Linked DNA regions of Mus musculus: region 1 is linked to region 2. A link is a contact called in public Hi-C data. All regions are on one chromosome and are shown on one strand. The core of a region is the stretch at or near the end of the contact, and the rest is flanking DNA. Distances in the headings are between cores, read along the strand shown.

Region 1 (6,510 bases), core at 1,938-4,437, 180 kb before region 2:
TCCCTCTTCCCTTTCTTCCTCCCTTTAAAAATCTAATGTTTCGAGCATAGGGCCTCGTGTACACTTCCAAACTTACTACAGGTTCACACTCCATTCTCATCCCATGATACACTTTGACCAAAAGCAACTTGGAGGTTGTTTTACCTTACAATTCTCAAGTCAAAATCCATCACTGAGGTTAGGACAGGAATTGAAGGTAGGAACCGCAGAGGAAGCCTGGTTACTGACTCTGTGTGTTTTCCTGCACAAGTCAGGCCTCCGTGCCTCAGGATGGTGCTTGTCTACAATGAGGTAGTTCCTCCCACATCCATCACCAATGAAGATGGTGTCTTGCAGATATGGGCACAGGTTGAACTGATTGGGGGCTGGACGGGAAGGGGTGGCAATTCTTTTGTTGAGGTTCAATCTTCTGCAGGAACTCTAGGCTGTGTCATGTTAACAATTGAAACCAACCAGGACATCCTGTGACTTTGAATTTTGATGCTCTTGCCTTTGCTTTCCAAATTCTGGGATTGCTGCACCAAGACTTCACTTGCAGCAGGCAAGCTTGTAGCATCTGGGTTGCATCCCTAGCTCTGTTCCTTTCTTTTCAAGTTTTAAAGTTGTTTTTTTTTTTTTTAAATAAAGTGTTTTTGCTTTCTTTTGTTATTTCTATTTTTTTTTTTTGTTTTTTTTTGTTTTTTGTTTGTTTGTTTGTTTGTTTGATAGGGTCTCAAGTAGCACAGGCTAGCATCTAACTCTTGCTCCCCTCACTTCTGCATTTTGTGTGCTGGGGTTACAGATGTGTCTGGGTCTACTTCCTATCCCCCCCCCCCCCCCCCCCGCCAATCCCCTCCCCTTGCCTTGAGGCAGAGTTTCACAGAGCTCAGGCTTGTCTTGAACTCTCTTGGGAACAGAGGGTGACTTTGATTGTGCTCTGGACCCTCCCACTTCCCCTGCCCAGCACTGGGGTTCCAAGCAGGTGCCATTGTGCCTGGTTTATGTAGTGCTAGAGATCAGACCCAGGGCCTTTTTTGCACAATAGGCAAGCACTGCAGCAACTAACCTACATCCCTGGCCCCCATTTCCTAATTCTTGACGTTATGTAATATTAACTAAAAATCTAAATGTATCAACATTAAGTGAATGATTACAAAGACTTGTTCTCAGAGCTTGTGTTTAGATACTGGGGGAGCGAGAGGAAGAAGGAAACAATGGAGATGAACTGATTTCACGGTTTAATTGCTGGCTGTGTTTCTTCTATTTGACCATCCTAGATTATTCTTTACTAGGCACCAGAGCCTCCTGAAAGCTCAGGCATCATCAATATAATACAGTTTCAGACTTCTGTTCTGGGTGAGGCAGCTTTAGAAAGCTCTTTCCTGGAAAAGCGATTGCAGAAATACACTAATATACTAGAGTCTTCGCCACACAACCTGTTTGTGTTGTTCACCTCGCACCCCTACCGTCTCCTGGGCCTGAAGACAAAGCCTCTATCACAGAAAACATCACCTAACTCACCAAGAATCTAGGTGGGATGGAACAGGGAGGTGGAGGTGAACTGCACAGAGCCTGAGATAACACTTTCGACACATTCCAGGGCCTGAAAATAAGTGTTCTTGCGCCTCTGAAGCAGTCACACGAAACGAGGCGCAGCGACACCATTGCCATGTAGCCTGCAGTTAGCACTTAGCTGCAGGGGAATCTTCAAGTTTATGGCACTGGATTTCATTTGAAAAATTCCCTTTAAAGAAACAACATAACCTTGGAGGGAACCCAAGTACCACCATGCAGCAGGACTCATGGGCATCAACAACCAATTAAATAACCAAACTAGAGCCCGGTGGTCCCTTTGAAGCAACAGTGAGCAATGTATACATTTCATAATACATTTTCCTCCAGATCGAAAGCAAACATGCTTCATAAAAGTTAAGGTGATAGACACACTGAATATTCAGATTTGACCGTGTGTGTCTGAAGGGAACCTCCCGTTGTACCCCATAAATATGAATGCTTACTGTCTGCCCAAAGTTAATTTTAAAACATAAGAAGGAAAACGTGTTTTGTTCCTTCAGAGAAGAGCAAAAGTAAATCCTCTAAGAGTCAGGCTCCTATGCTGCAGCTCATCGTTACCTATGAAAGTCTATTTGTCTGGAATGTGGGCCACAGTATTCTTTGAAACAAGGGCCTGGGCATCTAAGCTGGTGTCCTAATCTCGTGAGCTAGAGGCTATGAGAAGCTTCTGTCCAAATCTGTTTCCTCCTTTCCCCCACGAGCTTCATGTTGTTCCTGCTGCTTTTGTAGGAGAACTAAGAGCCTAGGAGCGTTTAGGAAGCCCTTCTAGATTACAGATGATCAGCACATGATCTCTTTCTGTTTTCTTACTTTAGCTTCAGGACACCTATTTATTGTGCACCATCTTCCAGTCTAACACAACTGTGTTTCTCCAATTGTAACCCAAGGGCAAGTGTTGAAGTTAAAACCCAAGGAAATTGGCAAGAGAGAGTTGGCTGCTCCTACCTTACTATGCTAACGTAGTATAGCATCTCTACTGTCCAGAATCTAAGAATGTGGTTTCACAGGAACGTAGGGTCTTAGCTGAGGATGGTGGGGTACACCTGTAGTTCCAGAACTTAGAGTGCTGAGGTAGGAAGATCAGGAGTTCAAAAACAGCCTATTATATTCTGTAAGAAAAAGCAAAGAGGATACAGTCTAGTTGATAGAATGTCTGCCTAACATACACACATGAACTACATGAACAACATCCCATAGAATAAACATAAGTGCATGCCTGTAATCCCAGGATACCAGAGGTGCTGGCAGAAAGATTAGGAGTTGAGAATAATGTTTGGCTCTATGGGGAGTCTAAGGTCATCTTGGGTTACTTGAAATCACAATGATAAAAAAATCAAAATAAGAAAAAATTTTGAGTATTTAAAGAAACAATTCCTTCAAAAGTTTGAGAGGAAATAATCCCATTGTATTAAGGTTCTAACCTAAACCCAAGACTATATAAGGAGAGGAATTCTGAAGACTGGTACATGAAAATAAGATCAGCATATGATGATGGTACGGAAATGTGCCTCTAGGAGCTAAGAATTCCAGGAAAGAGGGGAATTACGGAAGACTGTCACCATATGTGGCCCCACTGACACATTCTGACTGTAGACTTCTTGTCTCCAAAACCATGAGAATAAATTGCTGTTGTTTGAAATCATCTGACTTGTGGTAAGTTGCTGTGGCAACCCCAAGAAACAACAAATGCATCACTGTAGCTATCTAAAGAATTGCAAATTCATTTTGTCTTGTAGATTCCCAAAGACTGAACGAAAGTACGATGTCATACTCCAAGCTAATGATGTCATACACCAAGCTATGCACCAATCACGGCTCTTATTTGATAATTGAGGATGGTGTTAGAGAATTTACTGTGATCAGAAATTGAACATAGGGCTTCATCCATGTTAGGCAAGTACTCTACCACTGAGATGTATCCCTATCATGTATGTGCTTGTGTGTGTGTGTGTGTGTGTGTGTGTGTGTGTGTGTGTGTATCTATGTGGAGCCCAGAGGTCAATGTCCAAAGGTAGAATGTGAACTCAAGTAACAGATAGTAAATAAAGCCCAGTCAATGAAGCTTAGCATGGTATGTGTAGGTACAGTGTGGCCATTTCTGCCTCTGAGTTCTGTGGCAACCCATGCACTTACCAACTACCTGTTAGCATCCCAAACATATGATTTAGCTTCACAGCAGAAAGCCTCCTTTGGCTTTCTTGGTAGCCCTTCTGCTCCATCTAACAGCAACAGATGATGCTGATTTTCTTCTATTTCATAGCTAATTTTGGCAACTTGCTTTAAATGCAGGCAGCAAGCCTGATGGTCAAAGTGTAGCAGAATCTTTTACTCTGCTTTGTTGGGATCCCAGTGAGAGTACAACAAAGTTGCTGCTTTGTCATCTTTGTTGGATGAGACTCCAGGTAAAGTGTTCTCCTGGCTGTATGCCCTTATGCAGGGACATTTTGATTTTCTATGCAGTAATAACTTGATAGCTGCTCATCGTCTCTATGTAGTGATCGATGCCAGATCTTTTCTCATCCATGCCAGAACTGTATCAGTTTTTCTATGTGTAGGACTGACTATAGGGCTGAGGTCTAAAAGACCTCATACGCTGATTCATGTATATGGCTTCTGCTGGCCTGAAATGTCAGACCATATCCTTCCTGCATAATCAAAGCTGCCACTTTATGCTTGTTCTTCTGTGTCCTGTGTAAATCCTCAAACCTCTCATGATGTGTTTAATAAGTGCTAAGGATTCCTAAAGACCGTCACTGATCTATATGCACATCATAGACATTTACTGCTCTAGCGTCATCATCTTAGTGATTCAAATCATGTAAGCGACATGCTTGAAGATCCATTGCATCGACATATCTCTGTTCTTCATAATCACGGTCCCCCTCACCATTAGGGGATATGTCCCAGACCTTCCCAGTGGCTGTTTGAAACCTCAAGTCATATGGAACTCTTACCGAGTCTCCGTTTGAGTTAAAGGAAGTAGTGTATGGCTTCTCTTTGGCACATCCTAGTAGCCAGCAACACTCCTCTTGTGCTTGAGGGACTTAAGCAAAGCAAGGGTTACTTGAACATAACTACCGTGATATTTTCACAGCCCATCTCAACTGGTGGCCAAGAAACAATCTCACGTGGGTTCCGAGAGAGCCAGCCATGCAGAAAACAGCACAGAATGTAAACTGAAACTGCGGACAAGGGGTTACTGTGTCAGGAAATAACCCAGATAACTGTGCGATAGGTCCTAGTTTCTGTTTGTGTGTGTGCTCACACACATGTGATAGACAGAGCGACTATGTGGTTTATGTCTGATGTATGTACCTGTGTGTGCTGGGTGCATGTGGAGGCCAGAGGATGCCAGCTGTTCTGTTCTATCCCCTCTGCCTTATTTTCTTGAGCCAGGGTTTCTTTCTGCAACTGGAGTTGTTTGGTATCCAGCAAACCCTAGTGATCCTCATGTCTCTTCCGCCTCACGGAATATAGGTGTAACCACACCATAGTCAACAGCTCCTCACATGGGTTCTGGAGTTTTGAATTCAGGTCCTCATGTTTGTACAGTAAATTCTCATACACACTGAGCCATCTTCCCAGCTCCTGAGGTTAATTTAGGTCTAAAATAGTCAAGACTCTTAAGATTTATTATTATTATTTTTTAAAGATTTATTTATTTTATTATATGTGAGTACACTGTAGCTGTCTTCAGATGCACCAGAAGAGGGTGTCAGATCTCATTACGGGTGGTTGTGAGCCACCATGTGGTTGCTGGGATTTGAACTCAGGACCTTCGGAAGAGCAGTCGGTTCTCTTAACCACTGAGCCATCTCTCCAGCCCAAGATTCATTTTTACATGAGTGTGTGCATGCATCTCTCTCTCTCTCTCTCTGTGTGTGTGTGTGTGTGCGCTCTCTCTCTCTCTCTCTCTCTCTCTCTCTCTGTGTGTGCGCTCTCTCTCTCTCTCTCTGTGTGTGTGTGTGTGTCTGTGTGTGTATGTGTGTATGAATGCAGGTGTCACAGATACCAGAGGCATCAGATACCCTGGGGATTCACAGGCACTTGTGAGCCACCCTATACAGTGCTGGAAACTGAACTTGTACCCTCTATAAGAGGAGCATGCTTTTAACCATGGTACCAACTCTCCAGCCCATCCTCTTTTTTTTTTTTTCTCCTCCTCTCGCTATTGTTTATAACCAAAGCTTACCTACAGTCTGTAGCTTCATATCAACTCAAGAAGTAGTTCTGTTATGAGAAAACTTCTTGCCATTTTCCCCGAGTTCCTGTTTTTACATGCACACATTCCCAACAGATGACTGATAGAATAGTAAAGCTGAGATTTGAGAAAACAGCATCGTAGGGACTCTGCAATGCACTTATTGTTAGTCCCATGGAAGCAACCGTCTCTAAAATTTCCTGGTAGTCAGTTAGCGTACCGCCATGAGCGGATTTGCCAGTTTTCAATCTCTAAATGCTACCACGGAGGGCTCTTTTTTCCTATGGTTTCGATTTTTCCAAATACCTTGGTTTGCGTGGTCATACTGCACAGCACAAGATATGACCAGCACCAGTGAAATAGGGCAGCCAATCAAACAGCTTGAGGTCTCTCTGCTTTTGATTAGAAGCAACATTTTCACAGTCACATAAAATCCGAGAAAACTTAGTTAGCAAAAGTCCCTTACCTGGGGTTACTAAACCAATCTGCAGGAAGCTAAATAGCTTTTCAAAAAGTTTTAGCAAAAAGTCCCCTCCCTGGCCTTTCTTCAAACATTAACCTCAAACATTTACTTCCTTTCATATTATTTATACATTTAACCTCAAGATTTCATCTAGGAAGTCTCCAGCAAATATAAGACAGGACCTAAATGTCAGCCATCTGCAGACCAGACTTAACAAGTTTCCTGGGGGGGGGGGGATGAAAACCTCTCATTTCATACAGCTGAAAAGGGCTGTTGTGTCTCCCCAGGACTC
Region 2 (6,480 bases), core at 3,537-6,036:
AATCACACACGTGGCTAGAGGATACTTGTGTGGTATTTTGGCAGAGATTCTGACTCTATTCTGCCCATGTCCTCTTACACGCGTTCTCGACCGGCCAGGAAAGACGCAACAAACCGGAATCTTCTGCGGCAAAAGCTTTATTGCTTACATCTTCAGGAGCAAGAGAGCAAGAGAGAGAAGGCGAAACCCCGTCCCTTTTAAGGAGAATTATCCTCTGCCTAGGACGTGTCACTCCCTGATTGGCTGCAGCCCATCGGCCGAGTTGTCGTCACGGGGAAGGCAGAGCACATGGAGTGGAGAACTACCCTTGGCACATGCGCAGATTATTTGTTTACCACTTAGAACACAGGATGTCAGCGCCATCTTGCAAAGGCGAATGTGAGGGCGGCTCCCCACAATGTCCTGAAATTTTAAGTCGGAATTCAGAAACGGGGTAAGTTGTTGGCCAGTGGGAAAGCCAAGCAAGTCTGCTGCCCACTGTGTTTGCTGGGCTTTAGAATGAGAGCTCGGTGTCTTCTTCTTCTATCACTCTCCCTCTACCTTATTGATTGCCTTGACACCAGGCTTCGTATTCAACCAGAGGCTCACTGTTTTGTCTGGTAGGCTGGCTGGGCAGTGAGCTTCAGGATTGATTTTTTGGACCCATCAGTGCTGGGACCACAGGCATTCATAGCCATGGAAAGCTTTTTATACAGGTACCCAGGATTCAAACTCAGCGCATATGTTTGTGTCAAGTGCTCCTGCCCACCGAACTGTCTCACTACCTCCCTTAAGAAGACTTCTGCATGATTTTTTTTTCTTGCTTGCTATTGTACTATTATGGTATTCAGTGTTGCACGTGATGGACATCCCTCTGTTGCATCTCTAACTGGGGTGCCCCTAGGTTTCATCTCCAATACGATTATACCCTATGGCTTGAAGTGTCAGTATTTTACTGTTTAGCACACTGTCACTTGCACTGGCTAAACCAGTTATGCTCCACGCATCTGAAATCAGGCTGCAATGTGTTATTTCTTTTACATTTCTCTTCATCTTTTTGACACAGACATTATTTATTCCCTAATTTTAGTGTTTGTAGGGGAGCAGCAATAAACACATGGGTTTATTCTGTTGTATTTCAAAGATAATGGTGTCAGGCCAACATTTAATCATTAAGAAGGTTGCCAGACTAGGGCAATAAAAAATATCGGGTTCTGCAGAATGATAGTGTCTTGTGACAAATTTCCATGAAGTTAGTGGATTCCACACAGTGCAGATTTAGGCTATTGTGGAACTGGAGGTCAGAATTGTCCTGACAGTGTCCCTGCACTGGTGTTGAGAATTCCTCCCAATGCCCTCTTCACTTCTAATTGTCATCTGTACCCCTTGACTAGTAATCTCGCCCTCTGTCCTTAGCACTTCTTAAAGTCTCGCACTTCTCCACTGAGTCTTCTTGCTTTTCCTTCTCCTGAAGATATTGTTGACTGAATTCAGCTTGTCTGGAAATCTAGGATAAAATTTCCTTTTTAAAGAATCTTAGCTGGCCAGGTATCAAGTGCACACCTGCCACCTAGCCCTAGGGAGGCTGAGGCAGAAGTACTGGCATGTGTCTGAAGCATGAATGGGCAGCATAATAAGTTCCAGTCCCCTCTGGGCTACTGGATGAGAGCAGAACAGATGAATGTAGAGGAGAACCTGGAGAATGGAGAGAAGCAGGACCAGGAAGAGGAGGAGGGAGAGGAGGACCAGGAGAAGGGAGAGGAGGATGAGGAGGAATAGGAGGTGGAGAAAGAAGAGGAAAGAGAAGGTGGTGTCAGAGAGGGTCCCCACCTGACACTGAATCCCCTGTACTCTAACTGTAAGCCTTTTAGAACTTTGAGGAATGACTTTATCTTGCCCATAAGCCACCAAATATACGGGGATTTGTATATCATCCCGAAGAAAGTATGACCTCATGATAAGCATGCTCGACCAAAGAGATACCTGGCCTGTCTTACTGCTTTCACTGTCCAGCTCCATCCTGACCACACACTGGATTCTCATCAGTGTCTAGGAAGAGACGAAACCATAGGAAAGGAAGAATTCTCATGTTTAAAATACATATGGCTTGCCATGCAGAGGGAATGGAGTACTTTCTTAATAGAATACTATGGTAATAGAGACTCCAATATAAATATATACACATCACAAAGAACACTACTTTCTTTTTTATTAGACATTTTCTTTATATACATTTCAAATGCTATCCCGAAAGTTCCCTATACCTTCCCTCTACCCTGCTCCCCTACCTACCCACTCCCGCTTCTTGGCCCTGGTATTCCCCTGTACTGGGGCATATAAAGTTTGCAATACCAAGGGGCCTCTCTTCTCAATGATCGCCGATTAGGCCATCTTCTGCTGCATATGCAGCTAGAGATACGAGCTCTGGGGGTACTGGTTAGTTCATGTTGTTGTTCCACCTATAGGGTAGAGCACTACTTTCTAAAGAACCAGACAACGTATAATATATTTATACAGAGAATGATTTAGTCTTTACTTAGTGATCCAAAAGGCAATCTAAGCTCCCAGAAGCCCCGGGTCTTTCCATTCTGGATACAGTGAATATAGACAAAGCAGACTTCTTCATCTGCTAGAACTATTTGGAGGAACATACTAGTAAATTAATTGAAAAATAAAAGTTCTTATATTAAAATTATTTATTAAAATCCTATAAGGGTGTGGTGGCACATGTCTTTAATTCCAGCATTCAGAGGGCAGGGGTAACTGGGTCTCTGAGTTCAAAGTCAACCTTGTTTATATAGAGTATCCTAGGACAACCAGTGTTATTTAGTAAGACCTTGTCTCAAGAAATAAAACATAAAAAGCAAAAAATTGTTATTATTTCATGTGCTCTTGTGATTTCTCTCATCTCCATCAGCATCAGTAAATGTCTTTTGTGAAAGGCTCGGTAGTGAATAACGCCAGCCTCCTGAGCATCCCTGCAACACGCAAGACTTCATTCCACACTGCTACACAGCTGCAGACAAAAATAAACAGATAATACCTGATTTCCATAATGAGCAGGAGGCCGAATTTGACCTAAGCCTAGAATTATCCGACCTATCTTTATGCAGGCAGCCTCCATATTTCTCCTGTGTTTTCAAATACAGTATAATTATAAATTAAAATTTTTTATTTCTAATGTTGGTGTTTAATTCTAGGAAAGCTAAAAGGAAATTCTGAGTATCTCTCTAAAGTAGATGAGATGACCACCAAGTATAGTTTAAAGGTTTAAATGTCTCTTCTGTCTTTTGTTCTTCAAAACACATTCTTTTCATTCTAGCTCTCCACGGTATTTGTGAGGCAGGGTCTCTCATTGATTCTGGAGTTTGTTTATTTACCTAGACTGGTTGGCCAGCCAGCCCAATCTTCCTCCTGTTGCCACTCTGTCATTTGGGGATTACAGACATATTATTGCTCTTCACACAGATGATCCAGGAACCAATTTCTTATCTGTACACTTGTGTAGTTACCTTCGCGGCCATCTCTGAAACCCCTCGTCTCTATTTCTACTCCCTCTGTCACTGGCCTGTATTTTTTTCATTAATTCAGCTGCACTCTCCTTGTGATCTTAGATAGGAGGTCTCTACTTTTATGGTCTGTTCTTGGTTCTACCTGTCTGTAGCTACTTGCTTTCTCTTTCGTAACACAAGGCTGAACACCTCTTAGCTCAGGAGCAAGCTACTCCTGACAGGCTCAAACCAAAGCCCTGTGTCAAAGTCTCCAATCACCTGGACCTACTCTGCTTTATCAGACATCATTACCCACTTCAGGCATTGTATTCCAGCTGTCGGATACAGCGCACACCTTGCTTTAGCCTCATGCTTCGATTCTTTCCCATCCATACTTTATTGTGTTGTGTGCTTACGTGTCAGTCTAGAATCACAATGGCCGTCATCACCATCTCCTTCATTGACTTAACCCTATTTCACATGCCCAATCGCTTAGATACCATCTTAAACATAGAAAAGATAGGTCAGTTTCATTACTTTATTTTTCTTACTCAGACTAGGTCTCATGTAGCCCAAGCTACTCTTGAACTTGCTACATAGCTGAGATGACCCTGAACTCCTGATCTTCCTCCTTCTACCTCTTGCACACTCAGATTACAGGTGCACACCATATATACACCACAACACCACAACCGCAGCTTTCTGTGCTACTGGTAATTGAACCTATCTCCAGCTTGCTTTTTTGGCAAGTGCTCTACAAGTTGAGCTCCATGCCTAGCCCTGAGCGTTTTTCCATCATAAGGAGAGTTCTGTTCAAATGCCCTAGCATCTTTGGCTCCTATTGCCTCTCCTTCTTTGTCTAGCACCAGCACTTCTTCCTTGGTTTCGCTCATCTCTTGGTGCTGGTGTTTTTCCCTTCCAAGCTGGAACAGTGAGTTTACAATATGTCACGTCCTTCCTACCCTGCTGCTTTTTTTATTGCCTTAGTTCTTTTATTTCTTTAGGAACAGTTCATCCCAACCCATGTACACTTAGGTTTGTAAAAGGGACTTTGTGACAGGCCTCATTAGAATATCCTCTCAAGCTTAGTGAATGTGAAAACATTTCCATAGCTAAGAGTGATGTGTCTGCCACACAAATGTACCAGCTGGAATTAGCATAAAATCGAACACAGAAACTGTTTGTGGCAACGATGCTTCAGAAAACATAATGATGAATCACATTGATCTCCATCAATTGCGACTGGGTTTCATCAGCCAGGGAGGCACCCTAGTGCACAGAGGAAGACGGATGTGAGTACCGCACTGCTCTGGCTTAGAGTTTTGTTTACATCCATTACTGATGAGGCTTAGTGGAGCTAGTTCATTTCTCAGAGCTCGGTAGAGATTGCCATCTCTGCCTGCATTAGATGGAACTCTTTGATAGCAAGTGGCAGAAATAGAAATCAAAGTAGCTTTTCCAGAAAAAAAAAAGGTACTAATGGGCTCATGTGACTAAAAACATCCAGTGCCTTAGGTGTGACTGGATCCAGGGGCTCAGAGGATGAAGTTACATGGAGGTTCCGGTTTCTAGTTGAGCTGCAATCTTACCTTTCCCAAAAGGAGACACTGAGACTTCACTCAGCAACAAAGCAAGCGGTCAAGAGCTTACACTGAGCAAGCAAGAGAGTCAGAGCATCCTTCTTACCGAGAAAGCATCCTGATGCAGCCATGGCACCACTGCAGCAGCCTGAGGCTTGCGTCTCTCCTCTCATGGTTGGTTACTCTCCACCCCTTGCATCCTGTCCAAGTTAGGCACTTTTAGAAACACAGAGTGCTTTTCTTCAAAACCTGGTGCACTCAGAGTTCTGTGTGTTTCAAGTACATACATAAGATGCAAGAACATGTATGGGGACTTAGATACCACAAAGTGGCAGGTTTGTTGGGGGCTGGGGGCAATGAGTAGCAGCATTCCACATGCTCCACTGGCTCCATTGAAGCAGTCTGAGCTCACCTACGTAGAGTAGGTTACTACATGCTGTTTGTTTGTTTGTTTGTTTGTTTGTTGTTGTTGCTATTGTTGTTATTGTTTAGTTGGTTGGTTTTGATTCCTTTTACCACATTTCAGGCCTTAAGCTGTCCCAATGGAGGAGACCATCAGTAACTATCTTTATGCCATATTTTGGAGATGGTCTTGGTCAGTCCCTCCTAACGATAGACCAGCAATCTTTACAGGCAAGCCATTGAACCGTCGTTGTGGGAAGGTCACCTATAGTTAAAGACTCAAGATCTCTTTGCAACTTCAGACTCCAGAGGGAGGTCATGTGAAGTCGCCCTTTTCAAGACTCTTTTGGCCTGGAGGACCGTTGTGACAATTAAGAAATGGGGTGTTCAGAGCAAGGTCGTGAAGAAAGGAGAGTTAGGTGGTATGGCCATTTCTTCTGCCTTCCGTGTCCGCGGCCCTCACAGAACTTCCAGCAGTGACATGTTGGGCCAGAGTATCCGGAGGTTCACCACCACCATGGTCTGTCGCAGCCACTATGAGGAGGATCCAGGGAAGAATTTGCCATTTTCAGTGGAAAACAAGTGGCGGTTGCTGGCTATGATGATCCTGTACTTTGGATCTGGGCTTGCCGCTCCTTTCTTTATAGTAAGACACCAGCTACTTAAAAAATAAGGATATTTAATTCATCCCTTTAACAGAATGAAGAAAGTTTAAGAGATGATCTGAAAGTTGGATTAAACTCTTGAACTATATACTAGAAAAAATTGTAAATAAACTAATGACGTAAAAAAAAAAAAGAAAAGAAATGGAGTGTTCAGACAAGCAGAGTGAAGGGCAGGCTGAAGGAGCTCACAGACCCTCTTCGCTGTATGGATGATGATGGATTGCTGTGGGATGGAGGTGTCATATTTCTCCTCAGTATTAGTATTGGTGTGCTGAGCTGTCCAGAGTGGAGGCAGCCATTGTATTCCATTAGACCATGCCTGCTGGAACTGGCCACAGGGTCTCTCTTCTCCTATCCTCTCTT

Evidence for each region. Hi-C and Micro-C count contacts between places; a contact is called where the count stands out from the background.
Region 1: a contact with region 2 is called in a Hi-C map of regulatory T cells, with 2.0 times the contacts expected there. The contact joins two enhancer-like sites. A contact is called at or near these places in 1 of 15 datasets of contacts at CTCF or cohesin (CD8 T cells), 11 of 484 Hi-C or Micro-C datasets (CD4 T cells, CD8 T cells, Th1 cells and 5 more) and 7 of 115 datasets of contacts at active chromatin or transcription factors (CD8 T cells, Th17 cells, double positive thymocytes and 3 more).

Annotation. Positions count from the first base shown.
Region 1 is chr10:96,586,713-96,593,222 of GRCm38.p6, reverse strand. The region is part of intron 2 of Gm33843 (a long non-coding RNA gene); the gene reads left to right. Among named protein-coding and RNA genes, the nearest start is that of Gm33843, 8.8 kb to the left of the region's middle. Within about 2 kb of position 3,187, at least 14 of the 459 cell types and tissues checked have an H3K27ac peak or open chromatin away from gene starts, as enhancers often do. A contact at or near this core is called in CD8 T cells and regulatory T cells, where this site is marked.
Region 2 is chr10:96,408,492-96,414,971 of GRCm38.p6, reverse strand. It overlaps the pseudogene Gm20091. Among named protein-coding and RNA genes, the nearest start is that of Gm33782, 100 kb to the right of the region's middle. Within about 2 kb of position 4,786, at least 17 of the 459 cell types and tissues checked have an H3K27ac peak or open chromatin away from gene starts, as enhancers often do. A contact at or near this core is called in CD8 T cells and regulatory T cells, where this site is marked.